2 separate regions of the Mus musculus genome follow, and region 1 is linked to region 2. The links are chromatin contacts, called in public HiChIP or PLAC-seq maps. All regions are on one chromosome and are shown on one strand. The core of a region is the stretch at or near the end of the contact, and the rest is flanking DNA. Distances in the headings are between cores, read along the strand shown. Region 1 overlaps Ppp2r5c (protein phosphatase 2, regulatory subunit B', gamma). Region 2 overlaps Evl (Ena-vasodilator stimulated phosphoprotein).

Region 1 (6,323 bases), core at 808-3,307, 1.9 Mb after region 2:
GAGGAGCATTCTGTACCTGCAAGGAGACGGTGTGTTGGTGAGGATCCAGGGAACATTCTGCTCAGACATATAGATATTGTCTGGTATGGGGGGAGAAGATGACCCGGGGAGCACTCTGTTCACACATACAGACATAATGTGTGTTGATGAGGATCCAGGAGCACTCTGCTCACCTGGGTAGATATTGTGATGGTTGGTGGGGACCTGGGAGCACTCTGCTCACCTGGGTAGATATTGTGATGGTTGGTGGGGACCTGGGAGCACTCTGCTCACTTGGGAAGACATTGTGATGATTGGTGAGGACCTGGGAGCACTCTGCTCACATATGCAGACATTGTGTGAATTGATGAGGACCTGGGAGCACTCTGCTCACATATGCAGACATTGTGTGTTTTGATGAGGACCTGGGAGCACTCTGCTCACATATGCAGACATTGTGTCTATTGATGAGGACCTGGGAGCACTCTGCTCACATATGCAGATGTTGTGTCTATTGATGAAGATCATCATTACTAGAAGATGCTGAGCAGGACACATGCTCTACTCTGGGAAAGCCACAAAGTTTGGCTTAGCAATAAGTCAAGACCCCAAACAGTTGCTTACCTCCTCTCAGAAAGGCTCTCTCCAGCCTGTCACGTTGCACAGCTGGACATTATGAAGGGCCATTCAGCTAAATCTGACTGAGCTTCATCTCATGGCCCAGTTGAGGTGGCCTGTTCTTTGGTGGCCATCAATGGTAGAGGCAACCATTAGCTCCTGCTGCCAGCACTGGGAAGGAGATGAGGAGTGGAAACTTTAAAACCTTGTGTGTTGTTTTCAAGTAGGCTGTCCAAAAGCTGAGTTGGGCTTTCGTAGTTACAGTTTGTCCCTCCTTCCTGAGGCTGTAGTGCCTGCCCAGTCAAGGGTGAGAATTCTTACAGGGCGGCCTCTGTAGGGTGGACATGGTTGGGGGCCTGGCAGAGAAGTGTGGGTGGGTGGGTGATAAGGGGTTGGTTGTATGTCTGTCGGGGCTTTCCTTTGAGTGTTCACTTGTCAGACATTTCTGAGCACATTTGTACTGTTAACAGTTTCAAGTGAGCAGCAAATGGCAGTGGTGCCAGGGGAGTAGCTGTGTGGCACGGGGGTGATGGTGCCGTGTGGCACAGGGTGAGAACTCTCCCAGGGATGTTCACAGCCTGGGGAGAATCGCCCCTTGAGCTGTGGGGAAGATGTGCACTGGTTTCCCTTTATTCATTTGTTAGTTTTACTTGTTTTACCACAAGTGAAATGCTGTCTTTGCTACGTTGCTATTAATGCCTTGATGTGTATAAAAAGCTCACATTTACCAAGGCGTGGGACATTTTGTTACTTTCTTGCTACTTCCATAAGAGAATTTGATATGGCAGAAGCGATCAGAACATCTGCACAAAGCTATCGATGAGTGGCAGTCTCAAGTGGTCTGGGCTGGTCTTGGAAATGTCCAAGATGACCCTGCCCTCCTGTCCTCACGCTGAGTACTGAGACTGCAGGCGTGCTCCACCATGCTGAGCTCAGCAGCAGTGTCCTAACGGAGGAACTGGACAGAGTACAGAACTGATTCACATTTGAGTGGAGTTTGGTTGGATTTTGTTTGGTTGTTGGTTGTTTTGTTCTTGTTTTATGGCATTGGAGGTGTGGGGATGCAACTGTGAGTCCATTGTCTGTAAGATGGGAGATACACACACACACACACACACACACCACACACACACACACACACACACACACACACACACACACTATCCCTTTAGAATGTTCCTAAAGTAAGAGAATGAATTTGCCTATTGTTAACATCCATACAGAAATGTTCTTATCTGAGCTGCAATCATACGGTGTACATTCAGAAGTGAAGCTTTATAGAACCTGGGGCCTGGGACCCACAGAGAGAGTCTAACACTGGGATCTTTAGTCCTTCATCTTACTTCCAACGCTGCTGTCTTCGTATTCTGTTGCTGTGAAGAGACACCACGGCCACCACCACAACTCTTACACAGGAAAGCATGTAATGAGGGCTGGCTCACAGTTTCAGAGAGTTAGCCCACTATCATCATGGGACTGGAGCGGTTGCTCAGAGCTCTACTTCCTGGTTCACAGGCACAGTGAGACTGGGCCTAGCGTGGGCTTTTGAAACCTCAGAGCCTACTCCCAAGTGACACAGTTCCTCCAACATGGACACACCCACTGCAGAAAGGACACAGCCCTAATCAGCTAGGGACTAAGCATGCAAACACATGAGCCTGTGTTGGCCATTCTTACTCAAGCCACCATAGCTGGCAAGGGTCAGCAAAGGCTGGGAGGAAAGGGTCACTTGCTTGGTCAATTGGTCTGTCTGTCTGTCTGTCTGTCAATCAGTCTGTTTTCCCAGTAGAAAAAAAGAACATAACCATGGGCATTAAAGTCACGTTCTTTTTCCTTGTTGAGTGGACGGCTGGAAACCCGAACTGCACACTTGGCTGAGTAATTAACCAAAGTGAGGATGATTTGTGGTACCCTCTCCTCTGTCCTGTGGGATGGCCACAGGGCCTCCAGATGTGGTCAGCATGCACCACAGTTGGCAACACCAGAGAAGATTTTGAAGTGATTCATAGTTGAATGTTATTTTGTTTAGTAATTATACACTAACAAATGTGACGGTGTGTAATTAGCACATTAAATCTCTGATTTCTTGGGTTACTGTTGCTTAGGCTGGGACTTAGTCAAAAGTGTGTCCACTGGAAGGAGAACTCGGGCAAAGGCCTGGCCTTGGTGCTGTGGTGAGAGACTCAGAGGAGGGTTGGCAAGCGGCTGGAGCAGGGCCTTCGGGACCGAGAGGTCGGGTTCAGCCTGCGAATGCTGCTCTGAGGACAGCTCCTCAGCCTCCCTCACACGGGGGGCCTCAACGCAGGGGTGCCTGTCCCAGGAGTCACACTGGCCTGCAGGGTCAGACTGCAGAGCCAACTGGTCCTGCCTCCAGCCTTTGTCTGCTGGTGCAGCTTTTGCTCATGAACCCTTAACTAGTGTGGCCCCGAGCAGGTTACCGAGTATGTTGGTGCTCCACAAAATGACCACGGAAGTGGCTCCCTGCAGAAGAGCTATGGGTCTTGAACAAGGTGAGGGGTGTGAATGCTTGGCCTGGGTCTACAACATACTAAAATCACTAGCCCCACTTAACGGAGCCTGACTGCCGGCGCTTCCATTTCTGGATGACTGTCTGGGCCTCAACATTGCCCCCAAGTAGTTGTGTGGCCAGACTGTTGAGGTGTGAAGTCAGATGTTAACAAGCCTAGCTGCCCTCCTGTGCCCTCTCTCACAGCCCTCTGCAGGCTCTGAGTCAGCCCCACCAGCACAAGCGTGTCACTGAGAAGCCCCTGGTGGGCTTCCCAGACTGCCTGGGAGTGAGGAGGCCAGCCTTGAATCAGAGGCTGTAAGAAGGCAGGGCTGAGATTCCTGGCTGTCAGTTTGACAAAAGTGTTAATAGGGTCACTGAGTTACTGAAAATGTCTGGTCTGATCACGTGGCTGGAGATTCTGTGGGCTCCTTTGGAGAAGCCACAATATTTGCAAGTCAGTCCCACCCTTCCCTGTGAGGCTGAGTTAGGTAATTGTCTGCTCTTTCTCAGGAGATTGTTAGGGTTGTCTGACAACAGGATGTTTATACCGCACAGCCTTAAAGGTCAAATTTGCATGAAAGTGTCTTGTCTCCTGTTCTCTCTTCACTGGGTCTGGGAGTTCTGTTCCAGCTGTCAGTACTGGATTGAAAGTTTTCAGTGGTCTGCACTCTGACTAAACGTGGTCCAGTCAGGACAGGTGCATCCTTGGTGTGGCCTCCACCTGAGAAGCTGAGCAGGTGCTGTGTTGTATCTGGACTACAGCCTCATTTGGCAGCATCAGAGACCTCGTGTGATGCTACACTTGACAGCAGTATTTCCAGAACAGGCTACTCAGAAACCTTTCTCAAAATTGAAGACCCAGAAAGCACGCCAGACCAGGCATATAGCTCAAGTGGAGTACCTGTCTGGCTTGCCAGAGGCCCAGGAGAAAAAGAAAAGAAACTATAGGACAATCCCACAGTTTGACATTTGAGTGTAGAGGCTGTTAGACCTGAGATCAGGCAAGAGGGGACAACCCTAGAGGTCCACTGTCATCCCCCGCCTCTGCATCTTTTAAAATTTAAAATACAAAGGCATGAGATATGAGCCTCTGCCACAGGACTGGCTAGGGGCTGGAGACCCTCGGGCATCTTCATGCAGTATGCAGTAAGACGTAAGTTTGCTTCTCTGGGAACCTTGGGTGGAAGTGGAACCATCTTGTTAGGGACTGTTCTGTCCAAAGGTGAATTTGCTGGAAGCTTTGAGGGAGCCTCAAATCTTACAACTTCCTCTCAGAGCGGGTCTGTTCACTTGTGACTCTGGAACCTCAGAGAAGGAAGGGGCTCAGGTGAGGGTCTGGTGGGACACTGCTCAGCTTCTGTGTCTGGGACTGTACTCAGGACATTCCCGGTGAGGAAAGGTGCCATCTTTGGGGACTTGGAACCTCTGATTCCAGTTCCTCTGATGACCTAGAACCAGGACACTGAATATTGGAGCATTCCCGGCCTTGGGCAGTGTGGGCGTATTGGCCACAACCGTCTAAGGAAGGGATGCCTGGCTCTGGCAGGCACAGGAGACAGTGCAGGGCTGAGCAGCAGCTGTGGACTTCCCAGGAGCAGAGATGTTTTGTAGACCTGAAGTCTCCACAGGCCACAGGACTTTGGCTGAGTGCCAAGTCTAGCTACCCTGTGGTCCCTAAAGGGTGTGGGTGAGGCAGCCCCTGGGCACCTCCCACATGCAGAGGTTGCCCACCGTCTTTCTCTACCCTTCCTTCCTGTGGTCTCACCTGCCTGTCACCTGTTGAACCTAAACCACAGCTATTGGAATGGATCTCACTAACAGCCAGAGTCTGCGACACTGTCAAGTGGCTGTTAGGAATGAGTCTGTCTCATATTTTAGAAACTTACATCTTGTGCCAGGGGATTTGAGGACAGTTGTTTACATGCTGTTTAAATTAAAAAAATTAAGTATAATGCCTCCATTTTAAACATTAGATATAATATGTGAATTTTTTCTAGCCTAACACTTAAAGATTATTCCCATAATTTAAATTTTTAGCATTTACCTTTGTAAACTTAAACAAGAATTGTTCTGTTAACTGTAGTTTTAAATCCTAAAATAAGATGGATAATATAAAATAAAAAATAAAAATAGAGTAAAAACCTGTTAGGCAGACATAGAAGAAATATTGACTACAGTGTTAATATTTGGGCTAAGTTGAATTCAAGGCAGAAAGGTTTTTTGAGTCGCAATTATTTCAGTGTGCACACAGTCTATAGATGGTAGAATCGCCACTAGCCTGTGTGACCTGGCTGGTGCTAAGGTAGACAGAGGGAGAACCACAGGGCATGATGGTCTCTACTTGATCCCTACTGCAGGGGTAGGAGGCAGCAGGTCATATGGTGGATACTGACTTATTGTGGAGAAAGATCTGAGAGTTTTGCATCTTAATCTGAAGGCAGCCAGGAAGAAGTGTCTCTTCTGCTCTGGGCATAGGACCTCAAAGCCCACCCCCACAGTGATGCACTTTCTCCAACAAGGCCACACCTACTGGAGCAAGGCCACACCTCCTAATAGTAATACTTCCCATGGGGCAAGCATATTCAGACCACCACAGTCCCCAGTGGTGTGCTCATTCAATCTGCATATCTGCTTTCAGGGGACCCCTTGGAGTGGCCTCCAGATGCCAACAGTATGAATCTCAGCAATCCCTTCTTGTATTGTTTGGTTGCTTGCTTTACTGTGAGCGTATACTTTTCTAGAGACAAAATTCTTTGAAAATATGCAATATGTGTTATGTGGTGTTAGCAGTCAGCTACCAAAATGTAGTTTCATCTAGAAACCCTGGCTCAGTAGTCCACAGTGGGGAATTTCATTTATAAGTTTGTTGTTCGGGTGTCTGAAGGCAAAGTCTCACTGTGTAGCTCAGGCTGGCTCATGATCTTCCTGCTACAGCATCACAAGTGCTGAAATGACAGGCACGAGTCAGTAATCCATCGCCAGCTTACCTGCAGGTTTTCCTGTGCAGTATCACTTTGTAAGTTTTACACACACACACACACACACACACACACACCATTACAGAAAGGAAAATGAACCTACTATAACCCTTCGTAAACATAAAAACTTTCAGGATAGTTTTGCACCCAAACCTAATTATCCAGTTGTTGACGGTATTAAGATGTGTATAGATGGCCCCTGTGATCCAGTGGTCATTATGATAATTGCACTCATGTTC
Region 2 (6,737 bases), core at 2,421-4,920:
GGCTGCCCTGAGCCATGGTAGGCCCAGCTCTCCTTTTCCATGTCTGTCCTTCTCCGTAAGTACTTGTGTACTTCTTGAGTCCCAGTCCTCCCAGCAGAAGAGCCTAACTGAGATTCTGAACGTGTGCCATGTGTTTCAAGAGCTGTGCTGGAGCAAATGGATACTAAAAGATGACTGAACAGTATCCTCTACCAAAGGACAACGTTCTTTGAAGAAGTGGATATTACGGTGCCTGTGATAGCTCTCTGCATTTTCTTCAGTAAATGCTGTTGATGAGGTAAAGCGTGCAAGTAGAATCCTGGAAGACAAGCCTAATTTTGACTGCCGGTAGATGGCGGTTATTTCAGGAGGGAGGATAACTAGGTGTGAAGGCACAGAAGCCCTACTGTCAGTTCATAACTATGAAGGGAGCATGTGCAGACAGATCAAAGCAGTGTCCTCAGGAGCCCAAAGCCGTGGGCCATAGATGGCTGAAGAGACAAGTTGCATTTCCCTACAGAATTGCTCAAGTGTCTTCTTATCTGGCTGTTTACACATTATTCTCCAAGTTCTGTAGCTGAAGAGGGAAAGTGTGTGAGGGCAACCCCCAGGCTGTGGATGGATGCTTGAGAGTTTGGGTCATTGAGTTTTGCCTAGGATGTTTAGTAATCTATAGCTGGTCTCTGCTGCTTTGTGAGTTCTTTTTCCCATCCTTTATTCTACCCCCCCCACCCCCCCTGTTTTAACCCCCCCCCATCACTAAATAAGAGAGAAAGAAGGAGGGAGAGAGGGAGGGAGGAAGACAGAGAGAGAGAGAGAGAGAGAGAGAGAGAGAGAGACCCTGAATATAATTTCTTTGTTCTTTGAACACAACTATTAACAAGCCACATCCAACCGCAAACACCCCCCCCCCAATGACCACCAATCAGCCTCTTGGGGCCCTAGCATTTATTTACCCTCTGAAAAGTTCTAGAATTCCAACTGTCACACAATAGCAGACACTATCTGCAGCTAGCAAAACTATGACTCTGCTAGATCATGAGGCAAATCATAGTCTACTGCTGCAGTCAGTTTGGAGAAGCCCCATATCCACATACATCAGATTAGAACAAAAACACATTCTTATAATATCCCTGTGTTTAAAGAAAACAAAATTCCAAAATTCTCACTACAGTAAGCTGGTCTTTACAGAGCTGGTCCACTTAAGTAGCGCCTGCAGCAAGAGCTGCAACTGTGCTGTGAGAGTGAGCATGTCTGGCTAGCAGTTATTTGAATGTAAACCTTGGAAGAAAGGCCTAGCAGATAGTCATTGAAAATACAAGAATCTCCAGCAAGTCCAATTCCATTTTGATTTTTGAAGGTGTAGTTAAGACTCTAAGACACAGATAATGACAACACAAATACTGTCATATCAAAAGGCCTACTGAATGTTGCTAACTAACCTCATTGCATTGGAGATAGCAGATTTTGAGTGAAGATGTCTCTACCCTCTTTACTCTAACACCTCCCTGCTTCCTTCTTAAAGTGTCCTGCCTTTACCACAGAGGTGGATGGTGTGCCAGTTCTTCAGGAATGATCTCCTTTGCTATCATTCAAAGTTCCTTCTGTACTTGCTGTAGTTGCTATCCCAGAGGGCTGAGTGTTAAAAATTGATATCCCAGAGTGGTGTTGTTGAAAAGGTTGTAAGCCATTAGGAGGAGGCCATTAGGCCACGAGAGACATGTCCTGGAAAGTTTGGAGGGATCCTAGACTCCCAGTCTCTATGGGCTTTCTGGCTGTTAAGTCGTTTGCTCTGCCATCTGCTTTTGCCATTATGTGTCACCCTTACCAGAGGCCCAGAGAATGGGGCTGCCTGATTTGAGTTAAAACAAGTTTTAACAAACAGACCAGACCTTCAAAAGTATGAGTTCAGTCTCTTCAGTAGTCAGTGTCCAGGCATTTTGTTATAATGATAGAAAGGTGACTAACATGATGCTGTTGTGAAGTGAGTCCTTCAAAGAACACATGGACTCTTGAAGCCAATAGAACGCCTTTATTCTCTGGCCAGGGGCCACATTGGGGAACTTGCCCAAATTGTGTAACCATCAGCCTTAACTGATCTTGTCTTTTTATGCACAAAAACCATATCCTGGTTGACACACTTCAATTAGCAAGATCAGTTACCAGTAGGCAGAGCCACAGAAGCCAAACAACAAGGTCAGTGTATTTAAGGACTTTCCCAGAACTATAGACCTGCTGGATTAGGTCTTTGTTCTCATTTTGGCAGGTGTTAGGGTCTCTGTGCTGTGCTCTTAAGTCAGTGGTGCCTTGGTGTCTTTAATAGGTGTCAGTTGTTCTAGGTTCTAGGGGCCTGATATAATCTCATCTGTGTTCCACCAAGGTGAGATGAACAGTCCCTAGCCAGTTTGCTGGTCTCTCAAGGAAGTTTCCTAAGGGAACTGGCTTTGGGTTTAGTTCTTGATTTGTTTTTAGCAAACTCCCAAGTTCTTTAGAATCTGACAGTGCCTTTTGCAGGTCAAGTAGATGTTTCTGTGCTGACACAGTAGAGCCAGCAGCCTTGGTTCATCTGCTGCAGGTGTTGGTACATTCCTCTTCACTCATTCTGAAGTTCCTTTGTGGGGTCACCATTTACCCTAATCCTGCTGGTACCTTATATCTTAAGCTCTGTGCTGGTTCATCATATTACATTACATGCTGCTTTCTTAACAGAACGGCTTTCTTCCTCACTAAACTGCTTCTTTGGTGCCAACATCCCTTATCCTATATTCCCAACAGGTTCTGTTGTCTTTACATGATTGACTTAAGACCTGTTATGCATAGTTTTTATTTTTATTTTGTATGTGGGAAGGGGGCACATGGAACACACAACCGTTTTGAGAGTCAGTTCTTACCTGCTAACCACCTCAAGGCCAATCCATGAATTTTTAATAAAGCCATTCCTTTCAATGAACAGATGAGGAAGCCAGAGTGAAGGTGGGGATAACCAGGAAGTCATGTATAAAGCAAGGGCAGGCCAGAGCTCTTTTCCTTTCCTGCTCCTTCTCATAATTCTGCTAAGTGTATTACTAAAGCTCTAGGACTGAGTTAAAAGGTCTCCCAGAAGGTTCGCTCAAGCTACCTGCTTACTAAAACCAGAAAAGACGGTAGCACCAGGTAAAAGTGAGAGGGAGTGGGAGAGGAAACTGAAAGTTACTTTATCGCAGAGATGGTTACACATAGGCCAATATCTTCAGGAAATGAAAAAAATAACCTTTGTTATTGTAGTAACTAACTGATTCTGCTACTCTCCTTGATGAAGTGACAGTAGTGACTTACTTTGAAAACATCTGTAAAATGAGCAAAATCTACAATGGGTACTGAATCAAACAGGCGTCAGACAGTGTATAGGACTCTGACTCTTGAGAAGAAATATCATGATAAGCCCTACAGTGGCTAGAGGCCTCTGCCTCTGTTTGCTTTTCTATTTTAGGGAAGAAGGTGGAACTTAAGCTAACTGGTTCACAGGAGGCAGATCCTGAAATTCCAGGTCACATAGAGTTAGGCTTAGTAAGAACTAGAAAAAGAGGAAGCAGGTCTGAGCAGAGACAACTGAGTTCTGTTTAAAGGGCTTCCCTCTTTGGAGCTGTTGCCTAGTGGCTGTCTGTGCATGTGAGAGCACTCCTAGAAGCCAGCTCAGATTGCCCTCTGCAGAGCTAAGCAAGGAAGGGTGGTGTCAGAGCCGTGCAGGGTGGCAGCATGTGGGGCTGTCAGCTCAACCTGAGCTAAGAGACCCACCACAGTTTGACTGTGACATATCTCCCACAGGCTAGTATGTTAGGACCTGTGGTCTTCAGCTGATAGTCCTGTTTGAGAGAGTCATAGAAACTTTAAGAGGTAGCGCCTCACTAGGTGGAAGTGGATCACTGGAGGTAGGCCATGAGGTTTTATCCCCTGGCCCCACTTCCTGTCTGTTTTCTACTCTTTGACAGGTGGCACAGTATGACCAGGTTCCTAATACTGGTCTGCCATTTCCTGTCGTAAAAGACTTTCTCCCTTTGTTTGTTCATTTGTTTGGCAGGGTCTCATTCTGTGGACCAGCTGACCTTGAACTCACAGATCCACCTACCTGCCTCCTAAGTACCAGGATTAAAGTTGTGTACCACTACACCTGGACTGATCCCTTCTTAGACCATTAGCCAGACAAACCCTTCCTTGGGTTGCTCCTGTTAGGGGTTTTGTCACAGCAACAACACGAGTAACCAACACAAAAACCTGGCACTCAGAAGTGAGGCCATTCCTGGGATAAACCTGACCACATGGTTTGTAGGCTTTTGAAACTGGCTTGTGTGAGGAATGAGAATTCAGAATGTAGCGCTCTAGACTAAAGAAGCCCCAGAATATTATAAACTGAACTTAGTGGGCATCTGGTGGAGCCCAGAAGACCAAAACCTGAAAGAACTGCAGGCCCGCACCATGGCTCAGTCGATATAGTACCTGCCATGCATGTAGGATCTGAATTGTCCAGATCTCTGGCATCCATATAAAGGGTGGGTGTGGCAGTATGCATCTGTAAGCCCACTTCAGGGGTTAAGGAGGTGTCACAGACCCCTGCAGCTCACTGACCAACCATCCTGGCCAATGATGAGTTCCAGGGTCAGAGAGGACCTTGTCTCAAAACTAAGATCGCCTGGCTCATAAAGTTTCAGAGCCGAACAAGGACTTTGTCAGGACCTGAGCTAGAGTCCGTTCTTGTGATATTCTGGGGAGAATGTATGTCTGTATTCTGCCCATGTCCTTAGACCTTGAATGAGGCTCAATTCAAAAGTAGTGAGCTTGCTAGGCCTGTAATTTTAGAATTCAGGAGGTAGAAGCAAATGGATCTTTGTGAGTTTGAGATTAGCCTTAACTACAAAGGACATTTCAAGGCAGCAGAGCCACTCAACCTGTGGCAGTGCCTTTCCACTGGCTCCTGTTGAGGTAGACAGTGAGAGCAGCAAGTGAAACAAAATATCAGCATGTACATTTGTGGAGGAAGGAGCTATGAGCAAGCTGAAGTTATAGATACAGGGGTGCAAATGCAGCTGTAGTTACTAGATAGGAACCTCCTATTTTATAGGGATGATATGGAAGGTTCCCTGAGGAGAAGACCTGAGCCATCCAAAGCTCTAACTTCTGAATTTGCAAATTCATTTGACCAGAGAACCTGAAGTAAGTGTGTCTACAGGGGTTCCCTGATGGATAAATGCCTATGGAAGTGTTTCCCTGGCTCTGCCTTTAAGGACAGAAGAACTCTGATCCAGGAAGATCAGGCTACATCTCCAGCTGGAGGTTCAAGGTAGGATGGTAAGAGAACAAGGATGGCTCACACCAGGGGTCCAGCCCACTGAAGCCAGGCAGTGTGTGGCAGGATCAGGAAAGCTCCAGGAGGCCTGTCTCAGGCTGAAGTGGAGGGTGATTAAAGAAGACTCCCAGTATCGCCCTCTGCCTCGTATACATGTGCACATACATGTATGCATGCACATGTAGGTACATGCATATGAACCTAAAGAACATGCTGGGCTGGGCTTGGTGGTTCATGTTATCATCCTCACACTCAGGAAGTAGAGAAAGGAGGTTCAGGGGTTCAAGGTGATTCTCAGCTACATAGGGCTTAAGGACAGCTGAAAAGAAAAGTAAACAAAACAAAACAAAAAACAAAACAAACAAACAAAATCCCAAGAGAAAGCAAAAGCAGATTTTGCCTTAAGCATGGCCAGAAGGAAAGGTCACTTTAGAAGAGGGGTCAGAATGATGGATTGCATGCTTTCAAAATGGAGGGAGCCATGGACCAAGGAATGTGGGTACTGTGTAGGAGAGGGAAGGGAAGGGGCTAACTCTTCTGCAGAGCCTCCAGAGCGGAGTGTACCGTTTCCACCGTCTTAATTTAACCTAGGGAGATCCATGTTGAAATCCGATCCCGGTGGACTTCTCACCTACTGTTAGTGTAATTATGAGATAATGCATTTTTATTGTTGTAAGCCACTACATTTGTGGTAAATTGTTATAGTCGTAACAATAAAGACTATAGAATAGAAAGTGTTCTTAATAAAAACTCCAAATTGTAGAAAATATAGGTATTAACAGAACTGAAGATGCTTAAGTCTCCTAGAGATTTTCAAGGCCTTTCAACAATTGATGAAATGTTTAGAGAAAATAGTGAGGACATAGAAGTTCTGCACCTATTAACCACCTTGACCTAACAGACGTTGTAGGAAACACACTTCCTCTCTGTGACCGACCACGGTATCTTCATCAAACTGAGCTACATACTGGGCCCTAGATGTCTCTGTGCAAGTAAAAGAATTGTGTTCATACCAAGAAACACAAAAGTCATACTAAAAGCATATATTCTGACCACAGTAGTCAATAGCAACAAAGCAAGAAAATACCGTAGATTCTGAAACAAAATTAAATAACATACTTCCAAATAATCCACAGTTACAAAGAAAAATTCACAAGGGAAAATAGCAAATACTCCAACCAGCTAAAACCAAAACCACAAGTCACAAACATGGTTTGCAGCTGACACTTGCTTGACAGGAAGTACAGATCTTTACTACCTCTGAAAATGCATGTTCAACACTCAAAGGTCATTCATCTCCCCAGTTAGAACAAACCCATTATGTCCTTCACACAGCTATCTCCCACCTTTGCAACAATGACATTTGAATGTATCTACTTGCTAACAGATCCATTCTTCACTGTGCCCCAGTCCTCCTTTCCTGCTTCATAGGATCTCA

What was found. HiChIP or PLAC-seq counts read pairs in DNA pulled down with a chosen protein or histone mark.
Region 1: a contact with region 2 is called in an H3K27ac HiChIP or PLAC-seq map of bone marrow-derived dendritic cells, with 5 times the contacts expected there. The contact joins two enhancer-like sites. A contact is called at or near these places in 1 of 484 Hi-C or Micro-C datasets (CD8 T cells) and 3 of 115 datasets of contacts at active chromatin or transcription factors (bone marrow-derived dendritic cells, large pre-B cells and thymic regulatory T cells).

Annotation. Positions count from the first base shown.
Region 1 is chr12:110,501,459-110,507,781 of GRCm38.p6, forward strand. The region is part of intron 3 of Ppp2r5c (protein phosphatase 2, regulatory subunit B', gamma); the gene reads left to right. Among named protein-coding and RNA genes, the nearest start is that of Gm19605, 19 kb to the left of the region's middle. Within about 2 kb of position 2,058, at least 182 of the 459 cell types and tissues checked have an H3K27ac peak or open chromatin away from gene starts, as enhancers often do. A contact at or near this core is called in CD8 T cells and bone marrow-derived dendritic cells, where this site is marked.
Region 2 is chr12:108,627,726-108,634,462 of GRCm38.p6, forward strand. The region is part of intron 1 of Evl (Ena-vasodilator stimulated phosphoprotein); the gene reads left to right. Among named protein-coding and RNA genes, the nearest start is that of Mir342, 28 kb to the right of the region's middle. Within about 2 kb of position 3,671, at least 97 of the 459 cell types and tissues checked have an H3K27ac peak or open chromatin away from gene starts, as enhancers often do. A contact at or near this core is called in CD8 T cells and bone marrow-derived dendritic cells, where this site is marked.